Linked DNA regions of Pan troglodytes: region 1 is linked to region 2. A link is a contact called in public Hi-C data. All regions are on one chromosome and are shown on one strand. The core of a region is the stretch at or near the end of the contact, and the rest is flanking DNA. Distances in the headings are between cores, read along the strand shown.

Region 1 (3,284 bases), core at 259-2,758, 79 kb after region 2:
TGTGGACTGCTGGGGCGGGAAACCCCTCTTCATCGTCAGCTTCCCAGAAGCAAGAAGGCATCAAGGCCTCCCCCGCAGACTCCAGATGGGAGAGGAGGCTCAAATGCGTGGCCCAAGGGGAGGTGCCTCGACTCCAGAAAAGTGGTTTTTCCAAGGCAAGCTGGAAATGTCCATTTCCATGTGAGCAGAATTTCCCGATTTCACCCAGGGAGAAATTTCTTTCCTGCAGTGAGAACCAAGGCAGAAATGTGCTGGCAGCTGTGGACTCTGCGGCCTGGAGCTGCGTCTAGGAAGCCCAAGCTGGTGTTGTCCTAAAGGGGCTTAAACCCGGCTGCCCACTCCGCCCCTCCTTCCTGAACCAGAGGGTTTTGGCTCCTTCCCACTGAATTCCACTTCCACCAACAATTACAGTGCGCTGGCTCCAGCATCTCAGGTGAGTGTGATTATACTTTTTTTTTTTTTTTTTTGAGACAGAGTTTCGTTCTTATTGCCCAGGCTGGAGTGTGATGGTGCGATCTCCACTCACTGCAACCTCCGCCTCCCGGGTTCAAGCAATTCTCCTGCCTCAGCCTCCCAAGTAGCTGGGATTACAGGCGCCTGCCACCACGCCCGGGGAATTTTTGTATTTTTAGTAGAGACAGGGTTTCATCATATTGGCCAGGCCGGTCTGCAGCTTCGAACTTCTGACCTCAGGTGATCCACCTGCCTCGGCCTCTCAAAGTGCTGGGGATTCTACCCATTTTACAGATGGGGAAATCCAAGTTCAGAGACAGGCGGTAGCACACTCCTGTGTTCCCAGCTTCTCAGGAGGCTGAGGTGGGAGGATCACCTGAGCCCAGGGGTTCAAAGCTGCAGTGAGTCATGATCACTACACTACACTCCAGCCTGGGAGACAGAGTGAGACCCTGTCTCTAAAAAATACACAAGATTCGGGCTGGGCACCGTGGCTCATGCCTGTAATCCCAGCACTTTGGGAGGCCGAGGTGGGAGGATCACGAGGTCAGGAGTTCGAGACCAGCCTGGCCAATATGGTGAAACCCTGTCTCTACTAAAAATACAAGAATAAGCTGGGCGTGGTGGCCAGCGCCTGTAATCCCAGCTACTCGGGAGGCTGAGGCAGGAGAATCGCTTGAACCCGGGAGGCGGAGGTTGCAGTGAGCCGAGATCGTGCCATTGCACTCCAGCCTGGGCGACAGAGCGAGACTACGTCCCCCCAAAAAACAAAAACAACAACAACAAAAAACAAGATTCACTGAGTCCATCAAGGCAGAGGTGGAGAGGGCTAGCAGCCGTCCTGGCCAGGTGCTCCCCGGGACAGAGAATAAGAAACTGAGGAGGGGACGTGCGAGTACCCTGGTCCTCATCATTCCAGTCAGCGGGCCGGGTGGTGACAGAGGTGGCCCAGCCCCTCTTCACGGAAGGCGAGGGCCAGCCCGAACCGGAAGGGGCAGTGTCTGATGACCTCAGCTCTCAGGGGCGCCCAGGGCCAGTGGGGCAGCGGCAGGGCCGAGAGCACGACCGGCGGAACTCGGACGGCGCCCAGCGGTCGCGGGCGGGATCGCAGGGCGAAGCCGAGCCGGGCCGGGCCCTGGCAGGAAGGGGCGGACCCGCCTGAGTCTCGGATCTGGCTTGGCTCGATCCTCCACTCCCCGACTCCGCTGGGGCCGCCCACTGGACATCGTCCGAGTCGGCCTGGCGGTCGTGCCCCAGGACGCGCCGAGGTCCTCCGAGCCCGCAGGGGGCGCTGTCGCCATGTGGCCCACCCTGAGTCGGCGCGGGCAGGAAGTACGAGGGTCACTTCCGGCGGGGGCGCGGCTTGGACTGAGGAGCGGACCCGGCCGGGCGCAGGGGCTGGACTGGCGGAGCAGGTGGGGTCCGCGGCCGCCGGAGCGTTCCGGTCGGCGTCTGGGCATCTCGGCCTCGGCAGAAAGCGCGACCGCCCTGCTGCGCGGGGCCCACGGCGATGCCGTTCCTGCACGGCTTCCGGAGGATCATTTTCGAGTACCAGCCGCTGGTGGATGCGATTCTGGGCTCCCTGGGGATCCAGGACCCCGAGCGGCAGGAGTCTCTGGACCGGTAACTCACCCCCTCCCGTGAGCTGGCCGAGGCCGCTCCGACCCCGCAGCGTCCCACTTTATCACCACAAGCCGGGCGGGGTGGATGCGTCCCCCTTGACAGAGGAAGGGACGGGCGGAAGCCGGGGTTGCGTGGCTCGGAGTGCTCGCTGCCCCGCGCGGATCCCACTCCTGCCCCTTGCATGGCGGAGACGAAGGGCGAGGAGGGCCCGAGGGCGGAGGCCCGCGGGTTGTCGCAGGGCCTGCGCCTCAGCCCCACCCTGTCGCCTGCCTGTCCTGTGCCACCCCCCCGGCGTGGCAGAGGAGCAGGGTGGAATCCGTGAGGCCTCAGATGTTACCCCAGAGCAGTGTGAAGGTGGGCTTTTGTAGCAGAGTTTGCGTTTTTATAGACAAGAGCTGGTCTGTCGTGGACCTGCAGGAAAGGTGTCGGGAGCGAATCTGCATTCACTGCCCATGGTACTAGGCACTTGGGGTCCATCAGTGGCTCAGCAAAACCCCCGCCTTCTTGGCGCGTGTGCTCCAGAGGAGAGACTGACAAGTAATTGTACGGCGGCACGCGAGGTGGAAGGGAGGGGAGAGCAGAAGGAAGGGGCTCGGCTCAGGTGTTGAGGGGGTTGTCAGTTGGAATTTCCAACACGTGGTAATGATGAGTCTCGCCATCCAGGGACTCTGGTAGAAACGTAGGCTTTCTTCATCAATATCAGCTGAAGGTCTCAATGTGAGGGGAGGGAGGAGGCTGTGTTGCTGTCCTGGCTGCAGGTGTTGCCGGGGCTGGGGTCCTGCAGGTTTGAGGATGGAAGGGCTTTCTGAGGAAGAAGCATCAAAGTCGGGCTTGGGCTCTTGGCCTCCAGGCTGGTGGTCCCTTCAGTCCCAGCAGCCCAGCTGTGTGAGGCTTTGTACCTAAGTCTGCGACCAGACTCTGGGCAACGCGGGAGGAGAGCGCAGACAGACCCAGCCCATTCTCCGCAAATCCCAGTCTGCTCCCGTCTTAAGAGATGCAGCGTGGCCCTCTCTCTACTTCAGAGCTTCCCCCAAGCCCCTGTGACCCACAGAGCCAGGGCCCTGCTTGCTGATGATGATAGCAGGACTAAAGCCCACCAACCCACAGGCTGCGCGGTCACCCGGTCCCACAGCTGTGCCTACCCTCAGCCTCTCTCCTGTCCCAGGCCCAGTTATGTCGCCAGCGAGGAAAGCCGAATCCTTGTTCTC
Region 2 (3,241 bases), core at 361-2,860:
TTGCTGTCCACCCAGGGAGGCGTCTGGGTCCTGGTGGGACTGGACTTCAGTTCACTGTAGGCACCTGGCTGTGGTGCAGGCTGAACTCCTTGGCCTTGAGACGGAGGCTGGCGATGCTGTTGGCCATGTTGACCCCTGGGGTTGCGGGGCCTGAGCTCCCAGGGCTGTAGGGTGGCACTGTGCTGGGGGCGACATGAGACACAGGTCACATGGGTGCGGTTGGCTTCTGGGTGTCAGTGCTCGACCCCAGCCTCTGGTCCTGCCACCCCCCTCCTTAGCTTGCTCTCCTGGGCAGCCTTCACCCAGGATTGGGGGTGATTTGGAGCTGTAGGGTTTGGGCAGGGGTCAGAAGTCCCCCCAGCTCAGTGCTGGGACACAGGAGCCTCCATATGAGCCATGAGCTTCCTGACAGCAGGGCCTGGGTGGGTCCATGCCCCCCTCCATGTGTACCCTGGGCCTGGCTCACAGCAGGATGGAGGCAGAATGAACAGGCACCTGGATTTGAGGATGCCCCTTGGGGCCAAGCGTGGTGGCTCACGCCTGTAATCCCAACACTTTGGAAGGCCGAAGTGGATGGATCACCTGAGATCAGGAGTTCGAGACCAGCCTGGCCAACATGTTGAAACCCTGTCTCTACTAAAAATACAAACAATTAGCTGGGCGTGGTGACGGGCGTTTGTAATCCCACCTACCCAAGAGGCTGAGGCAGGAGAATTGCTTGAGCCTGGGAGGCGGAGGTTGCAGTGAGCTGAGATTGCACTACTGCCCTCCAGCCTGGGTGACAGAGCGAGACTCTGTCTCAAAAATAAATACATAAATAAATAAGGATGCCCCTTGGTTTTCCTGCCCCATGTAACGATGAATAGGGAGGGAAGTTAGGAGGGCGGTGAGGACTAAGATCCCTTAAGCGGACCCACGAAATCCCTGTCCCCCCACATGACCATGGCTCCAGCAGAGCCACCCTCACAGCCCAAGGAGCAGACGGCGCCTCTGGAGCTGTGGGGTATGGTGGCCCGACTCTCGAGCACCTCCTGCCGACCATGTCAGAGTCTTTCCAGCTTTGATCCAGACAAAACTGCCCAGAACTTAGCTCTGGGCCCCAGCCATGCCTGCAGGCCAGGGAGACCATTTCCTCAGCCCTCCCAGCCTCAGTTTCTCGTCTGGAGGGTGGACACGGCGCTGGGGCCCCCGTGACAGCCTAGGAATCTTCCTGCAGGTTTTCTACTCCCTCAGGGTGATGCCTGTACTTTGCTCCCCCTCCAGATAGGCCTGTTTTCTCCCGGCTCCAGGTGTTCACACACACACTCACACCCCTGTGGACACGCATGCTTGCACGCTCCTTTGCATATGCAGGCATGTGCATGCACACTCACAGTCATGTGTGCGCACATGTACATTGACACACACACATGCCAACTCTTACAACATGCACGTGCAGGTGCTCATGAACACCCACTCACAGGCACACTCGCCACACATCACTTGGTGTACCCCAGATCCCAGGGGCACGTGGACACCATTCAAGCTCTCTCCAGACCCTCAGAGGAGTCCAGGCCGGAAAAGCCCTCTGGGATTCCTCGAGCTGCCCCTTCCTGGCCCAAAGGTGTTCCCGCTCTCACCTGTAGGGGGACGAGGCTGTCCAGGAGAGATAATCTGGACTCAGGGCGGTGGGCCGGGGAGCCACAGGCTGCTCGATGGCGGCCTCCTGGCTGTAGGACTTGAGCAGCGAGGCAGAGCGGCTGGCCAGCATGGCCCTTTCATTCCTGCGGAACTTGGCGCGGCGGTTCTGAAACCAGACCTGTGGGTGGGAGGGTGAGCAGGGTGCAGCATGGGCAGGGGGGACCCAAGTCCTTCTGGATCTGGGTGTGTGCCTGCTCTGTCACCAGCCCAGGGCTGGCAGTGTCACCTCTCTGACCCTTAGTTTTTTCATCTGTAGAATGGGGATGACAAATGACGCCTGCTGCTGGGTATGTGTTGGAGATTGAGAACACCAATGAATGGAGAATGAATGGAGAATGTGTTGGAGAATGAGAACGAATGGAGAGGCACTTGGCCACTGGGAGCGAGGTGCTTGCTGAGCACTCGCGGGGAGAGGCGCTTGCTGAGCACTCGGGGGGAGAGGCGCTTGCTGAGCACTCGGGGGGAGAGGCTCTTGCTGAGCACTCGCGGGGAGAGGGGCTTGCTGAGCACTCGCGGGAAGAGGCGCTTGCTGAGGACTCGCGGGGAGAGGCGCTTGCTGAGCACTCGGGGGGAGTGGCGCTTGCTGAGCACTCGGGGAGAGAGGCGCTTGCTGAGCACTCGGCTCAGTGCTGGCACAGAGTAAGAACTTGAAACTGGAAAAGGACTTCTTTACCAGAACCCTTTGTGCCAGGCATTGTTCTAAGCGCTTTACGAAAATTTATTTTTATTTGTTTGTTTATTTATTGAGACAGGGTCTCACTCTGTCACCCAGGCTGGAGTGCAGTGGCGCAATCTCAGCTTACTGCAACCTCTACCTCCCGAGTTCAAGCGATTCTCCTGCCTCAGCCACCCAAGCAGCTGGGATTACAGGCGCATGCCAGCACGCCCGGATAATTTTTGTACTTTTAGTAAAGATGGGGTTTCATCATGTTGGCCAGGCTGGTCTCAAACTCCTAGCCTCAAGTGATCCACCCACCTCGGCCTCTCAAAGTGCTGGGATTATAGGCATGAGCCACTGTGCCTGGCCGCTTTATGAAAATTTTAACTCTAATTCTCGAAGGACCCCTATAGCAAAGACCTACGTGATCCTCATTTTCCAGGTAGGCAGGTGCCTGCAGCACAGACAGCTTAAGTCACTTGCTCAAGGTCACACAGCCAGTAAGTGGCAGGGCTGGGATCTGAACCCCCATCCTCCTGGCCTCAGATGCTCCTGCTCAAACACCCCTCCTGGGCAACTGTGTAATCCCGGGTGAACAGTGGCTGTGCGCTCCCACGCGCACGCTCCCACGGGAGGCCCGGGACTGAGCGCTCACCTGAACGCGCGCCTCGCTGAGGTTGACGCGCCGGGCAAGCTCCTCGCGCACAAAGGCGTCGGGGTAGTGCGTGCGCTCGAACACGCGCTCCAGCGCCTGCAGTTGGCTGCTGTTGAACGTGGTGCGGTTCCGCCGCTGCTTCTTCTTCCGCTTGGCGGCGCTACCGCGCCCCGGGCTGGGACACTCACCTGCGGAGGTGGCGGGGGCGGTGGTCAGCAGGACGGCCAGTGGCTACAGTCACGGTTCAG

What was found. Hi-C and Micro-C count contacts between places; a contact is called where the count stands out from the background.
Region 1: a contact with region 2 is called in a Hi-C map of induced pluripotent stem cells, with 1.9 times the contacts expected there. The contact joins the promoter of ASB6 here to the enhancer-like site in region 2. A contact is called at or near these places in 4 of 7 Hi-C or Micro-C datasets (blood, induced pluripotent stem cells and stem cell-derived neural progenitor cells) and 1 of 1 datasets of contacts at active chromatin or transcription factors (stem cell-derived excitatory neurons).

Annotation. Positions count from the first base shown.
Region 1 is chr11:8,812,447-8,815,730 of NHGRI_mPanTro3-v2.0_pri, forward strand. ASB6 (ankyrin repeat and SOCS box containing 6) reads left to right here and starts at 1,509. Exons shown (of 6, transcript XM_001163675.6): 1 at 1,509-2,076; 2 at 3,242-3,284. The coding sequence starts at 1,964.
Region 2 is chr11:8,733,476-8,736,716 of NHGRI_mPanTro3-v2.0_pri, forward strand. PRRX2 (paired related homeobox 2) reads right to left here. Exons shown (of 4, transcript XM_016961831.4): 2 at 2,994-3,181; 3 at 1,620-1,798; 4 at 1-182. The coding sequence ends at 47. Among named protein-coding and RNA genes, the nearest start is that of PRRX2, 56 kb to the right of the region's middle. Within about 2 kb of position 1,611, at least 2 of the 24 cell types and tissues checked have an H3K27ac peak or open chromatin away from gene starts, as enhancers often do. A contact at or near this core is called in induced pluripotent stem cells, where this site is marked.